2 separate regions of the Mus musculus genome follow, and region 1 is linked to region 2. The links are chromatin contacts, called in public HiChIP or PLAC-seq maps. All regions are on one chromosome and are shown on one strand. Each heading gives the region's core, a stretch centred on a gene start, on an enhancer-like site or on the middle of the called end of the contact. The rest is flanking DNA. Distances are from core to core; before and after follow the strand shown.

Region 1 (7,502 bases), core at 712-3,211, 240 kb before region 2:
GAGTGGCCTAACCATTAAGCTGATTGAGATGTTAAATATAAGGCTTTCTCTCTCTCTCTCTCTCTCTGTGTGTGTGTGTGTGTGTGTGTGTGTGTGTGTCTGTCTGTCTGTCTGTCTGTCTTTCTTTCGTTTGAGAATCCAAAGCATTGGGGCCGGTAGCGAGGAATGTGCGCAGCTGCCGCTGCCAGGGAGAGAGCCCATGTTAATCAACTACAGCTACAGTCCCCAGTTCAAGTAAATTGTGTAAATTAAACTCAAAGGTGCCTCCTACTTATAGCTGGTATTCCATGAACAGCACAAAAAAAATGGGGTGAGTGTGAAAATTCGTCCACTCTGATCAGTTTAGCAGAGGCTTGCTCATGCCCCTGGTGGAAGGAGGAGTTTTGAAATACACCTTAATTCTTTTTTTTTTTTTTTTTTTTTTTTTTTTTTGGTTTTTTCGAGACAGGGTTTCTCTGTGTAGCCCTTGCTGTCCTGGAGCTCACTTTGTAGACCAGGCTGGCCTCGAATTCAGAAATCCGCCTGCCTCTGCCTCCCGAGTGCTGGGATTAAAGGCGTGCACCACCACGCCGGGCATACACCTTAATTCTTTAACTTTTGACTCCACCTGTCCTGCTGGAATATTTGTCTGATACTTAGGTCCAAACTGATTGCCAAGAGACTGCTCTTTAGATGATTTGGCTTTTTCACACAAATGTGTTTTGAAATTATATTTTGACCCAGGTGTGGTGATACATGCCTTTATTATCAGCACTTTAATATCAGAGGCAGGTGGATAATCTGTGAGTTTCAAGGCCAGCTTGATCTATAGAGGGAGTTCCAGGATAGCCAGGGCTACACAAAGAGACTCTGTCTCTAAAAACAAACAAACAAAAATTAAGGTATATTTTATTTATATGTGTGTTTGGCAAATGTATAATTGTGTACCTCATGGGTGCCTGGTGCCAGTGAAGGTCAAATAAAGAAACAGTTATGAGTTCCCTGGTAGCAGAACTGGAGCTATGGACCACTGTGAGCCAACATATGGGCACTGGGAATCAAACCCTGGACCTCTGGAAGAATAACAAGTGCTCTTAACCACGGAGCCATCTCTCCATCACCTTCCATCTTGCTTTTTTGAGATAGGCTTTCTCACTGAACTTCAGTGAGCCCCAGGGATCATGTCATCTCTGCTTACTCCTAACCCCAAGGGCGCCTCCGTGACTGTTGGAGATCTGGACTCACTGAACCATGTCCCCAGCCCCCTTGCAGCAGCTTTTGCCTCTCTCTCTCTCTCTCTCTCTCTCTCTCTCTCTCTCTCTCTCTCTCTCTCTCTCTCTTACTCCCTCCCTCCTTCCCTCTCTCTCCCCCACTGGATTTGGCCCTATAAAGTTGTCAGATTCTTCTAGATTTAGGTTCCGATGCTACCATTCAGCTCTTCAGGTTTGACAGTCGGGAAAGGTAGTCACTGAGATTTCCCCAAATTCTCCCTATATCATGTTGCTCCTGTCGGGTTCTCTTCTTTTGTAATAGCTGAGACACTTTTTTGGGGGGGGGGGTGGCGGAGGCAAGAACACTACCTAGTGTTCTTCTGCTTTTCATCATGTCAGGAGACATGGGGTGACAGTTTGTGCCACTTCTGGCGGCACCAGTTTCCCCCACTGTATCGCAAGCTGTTCTCTGATGTAAACCGTGATACTTGGGGTCTGAATGCCTTGTGACCCAATGCCCTTTCAAACCAGTGACTTAGGGCTCCTGACCTCGGGCCTCAGTTTGCTCGTCTAAAAAGTATTGACGCTGCCGCCTCAGCTACTAGTCTTGAGAAACGGTGTTTGGCCCACAATGAACACGCCATAGATGTCAGGACTCCAGGATGGAGACAAGCATGGGGGGAAAACTATGCTCTCTTTAGCTCCGGGGAGGAGAAAGCCTCTTAGGCAGTGTGACCACGCCCCTGTCGCACGCACGGCCTCCTGGGACCCGTAGTGCTGGGCGTGGCCTTGGAACTACAAATCCCAGCGATCCCCCGCGTCGCCACTCAGCTCCTCAGAGCACTGGTGGCCCACCAAGATGCCCGGGCTTAGTCGGTGTCGGTATCCCGGACCGAGTCCGGGTCGATAGCCCGGAGGGAGCAGCTAGTTTCCTCTTGGGAGCCGCGCTGAGGAAGGTTTCGCGACCAGCAGGAACAGGAGGATGCAGGGGTTTGAGATCTGTGTGGGGTGGATGTGGGTTCTCCAGTGTGTACAGGCTTGATGTTGAGAGAGAGGTCTGTCCTCTGCGAGTGGATGCTGTGTCTGTGGTCTGTGCCAAGTGAATATGGAATGTGTGAAGTGGATGCAGGGTCTGTGGCGAGTGTTGGGTGAGTGCGCGGTGGATGCGGCGTATGGGGCGGAGGCGATGTGTGTGGTATGGAGACTTTGCGGAGGAAGAGTTTGAGGCAGGTGCGGGGTGGAAGCGAATCTGCATTTCTGTATGGAATGAGTGCAGGGTAGATTCGGGGTCTGCCCTGCATGCGTGGTGGGTACAGTTTCTGCCGTCAGGTATCACCTCTCACCGTGGTCTCTTTCATTCCCCAATCGTCAGTCTTGCTTCATTCGTTGATTCTATTTACAAGAGTTTTAAATGAATCGAGTCCGCACAGCCTGTGAGAGAAGCACAGGCCAGTGCTACTTCCTAGGCAGCTTGGTGGTAACTTTCTCTTTTGTCCTTTGGGTGAGAAAACTGATCGGAACAGCACCCTAACGACCATACCTGTTCTGTGCCAGGGCATGCTAACCACTCTGATAACTAATCAAGGAGTAAAAGACATCGGTGGTCATGGAAAAGAAGTTATCAGAAATTGGTGAGATGGCTAAGCAGGTAAAGGCGATTGCACCAAGCCTGGTCACCTGAGTTCCATCCCTGAGACTCAGATGGTGGAAGGAGGAGAAATGATAGATGCAAGTTGTCCCTAAGTGTCACCTCCCTGAGTAGATAAGTAAACGTAATTTAAAATATTTTAAAGTGCAAGACAGGGGCTGGAGAGATAGCTCAGTGGTTGAGAGCACATTCTGTTCTTCCAGAGGACCCGAGTTTCTAGCATCCACGTTGTGCCACTCACAATGGCTTGCAAACTCAGGTCCACAGGATTTGCTGCCTCAAATCTCCACAGCGCCTGCACTCATATGCACATACCTACACATAATACATACTTTAAAATAACAAAAATATGTCCTTTTTTTTTTAAATCACAAAGTCTCTGAAATGTTCTTTTTAAAAAAGAGTTCAGGTTTACTACACGGGAAGATTGAAGTCAGCTGGTGCTGGAGACCCTGTCAGCAAGCTGAGGTCCATCAATGGTCTTTGCTTCCTGACTGTGGTACTGTGATCAACCAGCTCAGCGCCCATTCCAGCTCTCATAGGCAGAGCTGATCTTTTTTTTCCCCTCTCCCTCTTGCTCCGGCCCGCCCGCCCGGCTTGCTCTGCACCACCCCACACCACCCCACCCCCGCCCTCATTCTGGCTTGCTCACTGGCAGAGCTGATCTCTCCCCCCCCCGCCCCCCTTTAACCCCCCTCCTCCGGCCAGCTTGCTCTGCACCCCCCCATGTCCCCTCGCTCCAGCCTGCTCTCTGGCAGAGCTGATCTTCCCTTCACCCTTGCTCCAGCCCGACTCGCCCGCCCCCGCCTCCCAGGCCCCCTTGCCCCCGCCTGCTCACTGGCAGGGCTGATCTTGCTGCCATGCTTTGCTCACTGGTGGGGTGCACACTTAAAATAAGCCTCGGGCGGCTTTCACACAGCAATGAAAACTATTGATACAAATTTGTGTTTTTTATTCTCCCCTCCCTTTTTGTTTTATTACTGTTCTTTCTACTTACCTTTACGCATGTATGTCTGTCTGTCTGTGTGTGTGTGTGTGTGTGTGTGTGTGTGTGTGTGTGTGTGTGTCAAGTGCCTGTGGAGGACAGAGATGCCAGATCCTCCTGGGACTGGGAGATGCCCGACAAGAGTGTGGGGAACAGAACTTAGGTCTTCTGGAAGAGCAGTATGCACTCTTAACTCTGGAGCCAGCTCTCTGGCCTCCACTTTCCTCCTTCCTGTATGTATCTGTCCTAAACTGAGTAAGAATTTCAGATAAATGACAACTACATTTGGTTAATACTAGTATGTGTTATGGTTTAGAAATACAATGTCGTCGTCGTCCCCCCCACAGACTCATGTGTTCTAACACTTAGTCTCCAGTTGGTGGCGCTGTCCTGAGAGGTTGTGGCACTCCTAGAACTGTGGCCTAGCTAATGGAAGTCAGTGTAGTACAGCCAAGCTCTGCTTCCCAATGCTCAAGGATCAGACTGGCCGCTCCCACCGTGCTGCTCTGCTGCTACACCCAACTGGGTGCTTCCCCACCATGGCAGACTGTATCCCTGAAACCATGTGCCAAAATAAATCTTTCCTCCCTTTAGATCCGCTCAGTGATTTGGTCACAGCCACAAAAAAACAACTAACACACTGCCCATGCAGTGATGGATATGTAGTTATCTAGAAATGGTTTGCTGTTTCCTGAAATTAAAATACAGCTAGCACTGTTCCCAGGCCCCTCTGTCCTGCAGCCACACTGCAGCTGAAAGACTCCGAGAGGAGCCCCTTGCTCAGGCCTCAGGACAATAGCGAACACCCAAGAACTCACGATAAAAAGCTTGATGTAAACCACATGAGGCTTTATTCGGGGAAAGCCAGAGCTCTGGGGCGACTCATATCCCACGCAGGGGTAGAGGAGTCGACCTCGAGGGGAAAGAGGTCCCAGTTTTTATAGGCCCTCAGGAGAGAAAGGGGGGGGGAGGAGGGGATTTCCAGATCTAAACAATGTCTATTCTCAAGAAATGGGTATGGGAGGGGTACAAGGAAAGAGTCTGGTGCAGGTGTAGCAACTCAGGATTGGCCGGGCTGTGGTTGCTGGGGAGATTTTCTGACTCTTCCCCAGCAACCAATATCACAAACACTTGGCAATGGGCTTCATCAGTGGGCACACACATGGGTTCAAGGAACGGTCAAAACATTGGCAGACACACAGGTTCAAGAAGTGGCCAGAGCATTGTGCACCTCTATTTTTCTAAACCAGTGAAGCTAGTTCTGCTAACAGTGACATCTATCTTGCCAATTTCAGGGCTTCTGTGACCTTTTACATTCTGTCAGGATCTTTCACAGCCATGAGTCCTAGCACTGAAACACAAGTTATTGTCACAGCACAGGCACCCAGGTCTCTGGGGTTCTGGAAAACCAAGCAGGGGCTGGAGAGATGGATCAGTGGGTAAGAGCACTGACTGCTTTTCAGAAGGCCCCGAGTTCAAATCCCAGAAAACACATGGTGGCTCACCGCCCCCCCCTTCCCATAATGATGCCTGACGTCCTCTTCTGACATGTCTGAAGACAGCTTTAGTGTACTTTTTTTTTATAAAGATTTCTTTCTCTCTCTTTCTTTCTCTTCCTTTCTTTCTTTCTTTCTTTCTTTCTTTCTTTCTTTCTTTCTTTCTTTCTTTCTTTCTTTCTTTCTTTCATTATATGTGAGTACACTGTAGCTGTCTTCAGACACCCCAGAAGAGGGCATCTTTCTTTCTTTCTTTCTTTCTTTCTTTCTTTCTTTCTTTCTTTCTTTCTTTCTTTCTTTCTTTCTTTCATTATATGTGAGTACACTGTAGCTGTCTTCAGACACCCCAGAAGAGGGCATCAGATCTCATTACAGATGGTTGTGAGCCACCATGTGGTTGCTGGGATTTGAACTCAGGACCTTCAGAGGAGCAGTCAGTGCTCTTAACCACTGAACCATCTCTCCAGCCCAGCTTCAATGTACTTATGTGTAATAGTAAATAAATCTTTGGGCCAGAGCGAGCAGGGACTGAGTGAGCAGAGTTGACTGGAGCAAGCAGAGGTCCTAAAAATTCAATTACCAACAACCACATGCAGGCTCACAACCATCTGTATAGCTACAGTGTACTCACATACATAAAATATTTTTTTTTTGAGACAGGGTTTCTCTGTATAGCCCTGGCTGTCCTGGAACTCACGTTGTAGACCAGGCTGGCCTCGAACTCAGCAATCTGCCTGCCTCTGCTTCCTGAGTGCTGGGATTAAAGGCGTGTGCTACCACGCCCGGCTAAAATAAATATTTTAAAAAAGAAAAAGCCAGGCTCCTTTCAGTTTGTTTCTCTCCCTCTTGCCGCTAATCAGTAGTGGAGTTGCCCCTAGGGTCTCCTGGGCCCCTGCTTTCCTGAGTAATGTCTCCTCATGGCAAGGTCTGGTGTCTGGTGTCTGTGCGTATGCCCGACTTTCCAGCAGCCTGTCTCCCTTCCCCGCACATACTCTCCTTATTCTCCTGCTGCGCCGGACAGCGGTCTGCCTACCTCCTTGGGTGTCTGTCCCTGTGTCCTTGCTCAGCTGCCCTCCCCACACTGTGAAACAAGATTTTTAAAATACCTTCTTGCCGGGCAGTGGTGGTGCATGCCTTTAATCCCAGCACTTGGGAGGCAGAGGCAGGCAGATTTCTGAGTTCGAGGCCAGCCTGGTTTACAGAGTGAGTTCCAGGGCTACACAGAGAAACCCTGTCTCAAAAAAAAAACAAAAACAAAAAACAAAAATAAACTTTTAGATGTGTTTATTTTATGTGATTAACTGGTTTGCCCGTGTTTGCGACTGTACATCATGTCCTAAAGAGGTCATAAAAGAGCCGGGCGTGGTGGTGCACGCCTTTAATCCCAACACTTGGGAGGCAGAGGCAGGTGGATTTCTGAGGTCGAGGCCAGCCTGGTCTACAGAGTGAGTTCCAGGACAGCCAGGGCTACACAGAGAAACCCTGTTTTGGAAAACCAAAAAAAAAAAAAAAGAGGTCATAAAAGGGCATTGGAACTCCAAGAACTAGAATTACAAATGGTCGTGGGTGCTGGGAACAGAACCCAGGTCCTCTGCAAGAAGAAATGCTCCTAACTGCTGAGCCATCTCTTCAGTCCCTGCAACCTGAACTTCAGGCAAACCTCAAGTGCAGTGCTGAGCCTTCCAAGGTTCAGCACACAGTTCTAGGCAACGGCTTCGTTAGAGTGGGTCCCACTCAGGAGCGCGAATGAGGATTTGGGGATTTTTCCCAAGGCAAGATAGATCAGTTCTCTATATAGTCATCTATCCATCCATCCATCCATCCATCCATCCATGCATCCATCCATCCATGCATCCATCCATCCATCTCCTTATCCACTTACTCACAAAACCACCCATCAGTCCAAGACATAAGAGAAGCTCTGGAAAAGGATGCTCAAGACTCAGGCCCAAGATTACACTTGCAGATCAACAGTGTCAGAAGCCATGTCGACCTCCCCCAGCAGCTCACCTTTGTCATTTATCCACTCACTCTATTTTCTCCACCTCAACGCCATTTCCATCCTGTCCACCAGAGGGCGCAAGTGCCCCAGCAGTACCAGCCGATGTCCCATCCGGTTTTAGTCTTTTTAAAGGCCCGAAGGTTCTGGATTTCTTTTCCCTTAGACTCCAACTCAAGAGCCA
Region 2 (7,484 bases), core at 4,628-7,127:
AAAAGGGAACAATCAGTACAGTAGGTTTGTGCATACAAAGAATATTTACTATGCACCTACTACACACGCACTCCACAATGTGCACTAGAAATCACGTGAGCATAGAAAAGGGACCAGGAGCCAGGTAGACGTAGCAGCAGCCACTTTTCTCCCTACAAGGCTTCCTTGTAAGGAGCCCTGTCCTGTCTTCCGGCCCCACCCACCTGTCACTGGCCACAGCCACAAGCACCAAAGGCAGGTATAGTGTCGCTTTGGGGGGACAGAGACTGTTCTTGGAAATGGTTGCAACAGTTTGTGGCTGGGGAGCTCGCATGAGGACGCTGGAGGACAGAGTGTTCTGTGGGATCGGGGAATGTGTTTATCTGGGGGCACTTGCTAGGGATTCCGGTCTTAGTTTCTAAAAATCACATAAGTGTGTGTGTGTATGTGAGTGTGCACTCATTGTGTGTGTGTGTGTGTGTGTGTGTGTGTGTGTGTGTGTGTAAGTCAGTTCTCTCCCTTCCATCACATGATTCTTGGACATCAAACTCAGGTTGTAAGGCCAGGCAGCAAAGGCCTTTACCAGCCATATCATCACAATGGCCCAGATATTCTGAATTTAATGGTTAGTTCATGAAGGGGAGCCGGTCTCTATTTGGTTGGTGGTCCACTCAGTCAGTCTGGATCGCAGTGTTCCTCCAATCATGTGAAGAAAGACATTCAAAGGAGTCAGAGACGGGGCCCTTCAGATAACTTGCTTCCAACCGTTCTGTGCCTCCAGAGACGCTGTGCCGAACCTCATCACACCCCAGCTAACGTGCATGTTTGGCCTGTGGAGAATCAAATGGTTCCTGGAGACTGACTTTAAACCCAGTCAGGTGGTGAAGTCACTCGCTACTGCTGCTCCAGAGGTGTTATTTTACCAATCAGCACACCCAGCACACCCACCGACACCTCATTGGCAGCTGCGTGGGGCATCGTCCTATCCGGACCAGTTTATGAGATCTAAATGTTTCGAGTCTTCCCATTGGTGCCAGTGGTATGAGCCCGCACTTCCTCAGCCTGTGCTGACCTCCAGCCTTGGCATGAACTTCAAGAGCCTTTCTCTTTCTGTTCTGTCAGCATCACTCTGGCCCACAGTGTCGATGACACGTGGCTGTTTAAAGCCTAAAGATGCAGGATGCAAGCACGGAGTTGTCTTGCTGAGACAAAGACGAACCCTCATCTATGTGCTCAGGCAGCTATTACTCATGACTAGACTAAGTGCTTGTATATGGAGTTGTATAGAGCACAGCCATGCTCCTGAGTCCGGAAATTGCTTATGACTGTCCTCATACAATGCAGAGGGAGGGGGTGGGGGCTCACAAGCCACACTTTCAGGAATGTTAGTGACACTTTTAAGGGGAAAACTTATTGACCCTTGAATACGCCGTAGATCTGGGCCTTATGCTGCAGAGCGGAGGGCGGGGCTGAGAAGCCTCGTAGGCGGGGTTGAGATGCCTCATAGGCGGGGCTGAGACATTTCATAGGCGGGGCTGGTTGGGGATGTGGGGCGTCTAAGGGCGCCGCTGTGGTGTTGGTGGGAATGGCAGAAACAGTAAGAAACCAACAGGAAATACAAATCCTGCCTGCCTCCTCCATCTCCACCATCTTCCTGCAGGTCTGCAGTTGGCAAAGGACAGGAAGTCACGAGTAAATCCCAGCAGGAAATGCCTGGCAGAGGCCAACAAGAGGTCTCTGAGAAAGGGGACTGTGGTCGCAGAGACCCTGATCTTTACCATCAGATAGCACAGAGTAGAAACTTCCAGCTGACAGGTATTAGCATAAACACTAATAACTCCCCCTTTCCCCTGCTCAGCCCCACTCTAGGGGACTAGAGAAGGAAGACGCTTGGTAGGGGCGTCCTGCAGACTTAGATTCTAAAGTAGGACTCAGCTTTCAAATCTGTGCAATGGCCATGTAAATAATAACAGAAATAATGATCTGAAGCCCAACATCAGAACCTGGCACAGTCGTGCCTGGCATTTCTGGTTGCCAGGGCAGCAGGCTTACAGCACTAACAGGCTCTGGCATCGGGGCTGGCTCTGCACACCTTCACAGCGTTGGGTCTGAGCCTGTAATCTGGCTAATGTTACCATCCCCCTCTCCGGCACCACCATGTAAGCTCTCATTGTGGATGGAGCTCTTCCAGTGAGCTCTCTGAGCACCTGGAAGCCTGGGCCTGCTATCTTGGTCCCCACTAGTTCCTAGAAGGAGGCCCAGGTGTGCAGCGGAGACTCCATCTGGGACCTCCTCTAGCCCTCTAAGTTTGGAAATGTTTTGTTTTCCCCAACAGGAGGTGAGGGAACAAAGGGAAGGGGCGGTCACCTCCTCAGTGTCACAGGCTGAACTCGGCTGCCTTCGAATCCAGCCTCTCCTGCACGCTTTTGCTTCAACCTGAGTCCTCTCCTGGTGGCCCCTTGTCTGGAGAAGGCTTTCTGTAAGCCACTTTTTGCCAGTTCAGGGAGAGCCAGCCCCTCTCCCAGACAGCACAGTGGCTCCCAATGGCAATCTACTCTCCTCTTCATGTCAATAATAGCCCAAAAGAGATAAATCTAGCAATATGTGTGTGATCAGCAGCCTCGCAGTACCCCCCAAGACACAAATTTATGGGGCATCCACACTCGGGGGTCATCTTCCCAATAGTTTATAGTATCGAGCCTCCTTTATTTCCTCAGTAAATCTAATTTATATGGACAAGCAGATCAAGCCGAGCTGTTCCAGGCATTGGAAGGCTGTGAATCATTCACAAGGCTTTAGGAAACTTGGGGAGATTAAGGTTTTGCATAATGCAAATCAGGAGGGAAAGATGTTTGCTCTGCCTCCGCTGTGGATGCAATTAGCGCAATGAACACCAAAAGAGATTCATTTTCCTGGGACGCAGAAAGGTCCGCTTGGTATGCAGGAGAGCACAGTTATTTGCAACACAAGAGCCCAGAAGCCGAGGCTAGCCGAGCACCCGCAACTGTTTGATTTGCAATTTTAAAGAATTTAAGGATGAATAAAACATCCAGTTAATTTTGAAAGGGCTGTTGTCAAACGGCCTAAGATCTGGGCCTTTGCTGGGCTCAGAAGTCAGGACAGCACTTGAGGTGTGTGTGTCCTGGGCCCTGCTTATGGAGTCCTGATGCACCTGGAATTCTCTTCCGCTTAGCTTGGAATGCTCCAGGACCTAAGTCCCGACTCAAGAGCCCGGCTGTTTCTAGGCAACCCCCTTGTGGACCCCAGCTGACCTGTCCTAGCTCCTTTGATTTTAGGTAACTTAATGGCGCAGTGAGCATTGACTGGCCATCGTCTGTGAGCCAGGCACTTAGGGTGGAGCAGATCGCCTTGATCTCTTGGGACTGATACATTCTACAGGGGAGTGAAAGGTGCTATCAGTGTGTCAGGAGGTGCTAGGCCTGGGGAGGAGAGACGCCATGGCAATTAGTGGAAAGGACCCGTGTGTGTGTGTGTGTGTGTGTGTGTGTGTGTGTGTGTGTAGGTGCGCGCCTTAGACAGAGTGGTTGGGGACATGCACTGGACCCTCATGGAGGTGTGGGCAGATGTGAAGCATCTCTGGAAGAATGATGCAGGTAGCCAGCACCACAGCTGGAAAAATCCCCATTTCAGAGAAACAATGGCCACAATTCGGATGGCCCGTGTGACTGAGTAGGGAGGTGGGAGTGAAGCTCTGCTCCTTGTGACTCATGCTCTGCTGAGAACATGGAACCTGAGAAACATTCCAGGAAGAAAGGAGATTTCCCAGTGTGGTGGGATGTTTGAGACAGGGATGTGTTGGAGAAGGAGCCACACAGACATCGGGACCTCCTCAGAAGGAGGGCAGTGGTGACCGAGGTGGCCAGGGACATGAGAACCACTAGCCTCTGGCCTGGCAAGCTCAGAAGACTCTTCACCTTTGGCTCTTGAACAATGCTTATCTCTCCCTTGCACCCATTTAACAGATAAGAAGACAGAGGCTCCTTGGCACGGGATCCTGGCCTCCGGTCCTTGGGCTTCTGTAGTCTGGGGAATGGGAAGAGAATGAACTACCTCTTGTTCTGAGACAAGTACGAGGCTGTGGGAGGTTCTGAGATAAGCAGTGTTCCTGGCACTTCCTGTCTGGGGACCACAGCCCTGGTCTTGGGCTGGCCACATCTTGCACATGGAAGACTCTGGGAATGGAGGAAAACAGCCCCTGCCCGTGGCAGTCCCTGTGTGTTAGGTCCGGAGAGCTCTTTGGGAGCCTGAGGCGGGCTTTATCTAGGCCAATGGACTGGTCTTGACTCCGCTGGAACTCAAGGCTGGGGGCCTCATAGGTGGCTGGGCCAGGGTAGACTGGGTGGTACTGAGGTTGCAGAGTCGGGGGAACCACATATCTTCTGGCTCTGCTGCCCTTTATGAGCTTGGGCTGACTCTAGGCTAGACCTGTGGAGCCTTTGTGCTCCTGATCTTTCCTGGTCACCTGCGGTCCTGTCTCCACTCACCTTGCTCAGAACTTCCTAGGGCTCCCCTTGCACTCAGAGACAGCCCATTCCCTATGGGACAGAGATGTCTACGCTCAGATTCAGGGATTTCCAGGAAGCCTCAGTGAGGCCTTTCCCTTCCCAGTGGGGGGAGCCTGCAGACACCTACAGAAAGATTGACTATGTGGAAGAGTGACGATCCTTTGGGCTTGTGAGGCTTGGGGAGCCATTTCTTCTGGGTCCGGAAGCCCCCCTACACTCTGCTCCCCATGTTGCTGGGATGTCCCATGCATATGGAAGGCACAAAGGACAGCCACATGCTGGCTCTTTCCTCCCATGGCCCCAGGAACACAGTGGCAGTTCTGCTGTGCAGGCCAGCAGTCTCAGAACAGAGGCGCGGAGCGGGAGCCCACCGCCGCTCCAGCTGCCAGGTGTGGCCATGACCTCAGGTCACAGTGCCCGGGGAAGCGCCGTGATGGGCATCTGCCTGGCCAGCCCCCCATTTTCCTGTGAAAGGGAGGCAGGACCTGACTGGGGCTGGGGTACCATCTGCTGTGTGAGTGCTTTGTGCTGAGAACTATGTGTGAGCCAAGCATCCCACCCTAGGGAGGCACAGCCACCGAGCAGGACCAGCTGGCAGGGGAACGGAGGGTAGGCTGGGGTGCCTGTCTCCATCTGTGTGTAACCCCTCCCAGGGAGCTCTGTGCTCACTGCACCTCAGTACAAGCCTGAGGTCCACCGCAGGCGCTTGGCCTCCTCAGCTGAGCTGCTCCACAGCCAGACGGCCATGCTGGTAGCCCAGAGGCTGTATACCCTGTACCTTGCACTCAGCGTCCTGGACTAGATAGCATCCGAGTGGATACACAGAAGGAACTCTGGGGACAGATGTGGACACTGGCCTCTTAGAACTGTTGTAAATTTGTCTGTACATGGAGAGAAGAGACAGGGGTCTGGGCCATGTTCTCCACCCTACCCACCCCGTGCCTTCCCTTTCTGGCATTTACAACCCAGGAAAGCAGGTGTTTTTCCCTTGACCCTGGTCTGCCCCTGCCTTGACATGAGGATCCTGGAGGGCGGGCCTGGTCCATTTTGTGCTCAGCTGTTGGAGGTGCACTGCTTTCAGACTGCTGCTTGTCCTGACTGCTCGCCCGTGGGAGGGGCTGGGATGCTCCCGTGTGTAACCTCTGCCCAAGGATCTTGCTGCATTGGTGGCAGTGGGCCTGATGAGGCCCCAGCCTGTGCACCACGGGCCTGGCAACTGGGGGCTTCCACTCTGCCACATTGTCCCGACTTTCTGACAAGACACAAGTGATGGGGATCACCCTCCCCCTTCGCCCTGCCTTGGGGGGGAAGGGGATGGGACCCCTAGTTAGTCACCTGCTGTGTGCCACCTAGAGCAGTTGGGACAGACCAGCTTCAGAGGACACAGGAAGGAAGCAGCCCCTGTGGTTTCTGCGGTCCACAGTGTTTCCTAACACACAGGGTGAGAAATGGGAGGGCAAGGGGTAAGCCTGCTTCTCTTGCTGTCTCTCCCTCAGGGGCCAGGTAGGTCTTTTCTGGATCTGGCCAGGCCTAAAGGGGCTCAAGGTCGCAGTGGGTACAGTGTTCTTTCTGTCTCTATTTGTCTGCCTGTCTCTCTTGCCCTTTGTTTCTCTAAATTCATGGCCTCTTTTACTTTAGTTCACACACACACACACACACACACACACACACACACTCACAGTTTCCTTGTTGAGGGATGAGGACTGCACTTATCCATGGATGTCTTAGTTACTTTTCTGTTGCTGTGAAGAGACACCATGACCAAGGCAACTTAGAAAAGAAAACATTGTGGCGAGGGGCGGGGGGGGGGGGGGAGATCTGAGGGGGAATTGTGGGGGTGGGGGGGTGGGGGGAGAGGACTTACATTTCCAGAGGGTTAGAGTTCATTATCATCATAATGGGGAGCATAGTAGCAGGCAGGCATGGTGCTGGAGCAGTAGGTGAGAGCTTCTGATCCACAGGCAGAAGGCAGAGAAAGCTAACTGGAAACAGAGTGGCTCACTGCCCCTGCCACACCTCTTCCAACAAGGCCACACCTCCTCCAACAAGGCCACACTTCGTAATCCCTCTCAAACAGTTCCACCAACTGGGCACCAGGCATTGAAACACATGAGCTTATGGGTGCCATTCAAACTACCACAGTGGTTACAAAGACAACTACTTGGAATGTAACCCATGTGGAACAATGCCTTGGGGAACTGTGAGAGAGGCGGCAGGAAAAAGCTCAGAGGGCCTTTTACTTTGAGGGCATTTTGCTCTTTGGATGTGTTTTTGTGCCTCCAGTGCTAAACATTTACATTCAATTTATAAGGCATGTTTATTCTTGTTGGATGTCGGATCATAGCTGTAGAACCCAATCCGGTCAGTGTGCCCTGAATCTGGATCTGGCCTTCTGCTGTGCTTTCATGTTTTCCCCAGATATACTCTCCAGTATGTGCCAGGCGATTGTGTTTCAATGGCTCTGTCCTGAGAAAGTGCTGGGAAAGCGCTGCTCTGTCAATATTTGGTATGTGCTTACTGACGCTTCTTTACATGTTTGTCTCATCATGTTCTTCTGAACTCCAACAGCCTCCCCTGGGCCACTGCTTTCTTTGTTACATTCGTGTATAGAAGTCCACTGACTCTGAAGTAAGCTTGTCTAAAGCGTTAGGCTGTGGTCTGCCCCGTTCTTTCAGGTCCTCACAGCTCAGGTCTCACAAACATAGATGTGCACAGGTCGGAGAACGTCAGTAATGCTGGCTGAGGGAAGTGGTGGTTGTAGGTTCTCCAAGGTCCATGACATCACTAGCCCTGCGGACTTGCCTAGGTTTCTGTGGTCCTCCCCGCTCTCGTGGTCATCGGCCTATATGGTTCACGAGGGCAGTGGGAGCAGAGGGGACAAACGGGTTGGAAGCTCTGTGAGTCCGAATGGTGAATGACCACACTGGGACCACCTATCAGGAGGCAGATCAACTTTACTTTGGGTGATTCAAGGCTTAT

Evidence for each region. HiChIP or PLAC-seq counts read pairs in DNA pulled down with a chosen protein or histone mark.
Region 1: a contact with region 2 is called in an H3K27ac HiChIP or PLAC-seq map of acute myeloid leukemia, with 4 times the contacts expected there. The contact joins two enhancer-like sites. A contact is called at or near these places in 1 of 39 promoter capture datasets (the HPC-7 cell line), 1 of 484 Hi-C or Micro-C datasets (the G1E-ER4 cell line), 10 of 115 datasets of contacts at active chromatin or transcription factors (acute myeloid leukemia, embryonic basal ganglia, embryonic stem cells and 5 more) and 2 of 9 other capture datasets (adipose tissue and liver).

The regions. Positions count from the first base shown.
Region 1 is chr2:166,781,285-166,788,786 of GRCm38.p6, reverse strand. No RefSeq gene overlaps it. Among named protein-coding and RNA genes, the nearest start is that of Trp53rkb, 8.7 kb to the left of the region's middle. Within about 2 kb of position 1,961, at least 336 of the 459 cell types and tissues checked have an H3K27ac peak or open chromatin away from gene starts, as enhancers often do. A contact at or near this core is called in the HPC-7 cell line and memory CD8 T cells, where this site is marked.
Region 2 is chr2:166,547,669-166,555,152 of GRCm38.p6, reverse strand. No RefSeq gene overlaps it. Among named protein-coding and RNA genes, the nearest start is that of Gm29679, 13 kb to the left of the region's middle. Within about 2 kb of position 5,877, at least 78 of the 459 cell types and tissues checked have an H3K27ac peak or open chromatin away from gene starts, as enhancers often do. A contact at or near this core is called in the HPC-7 cell line and memory CD8 T cells, where this site is marked.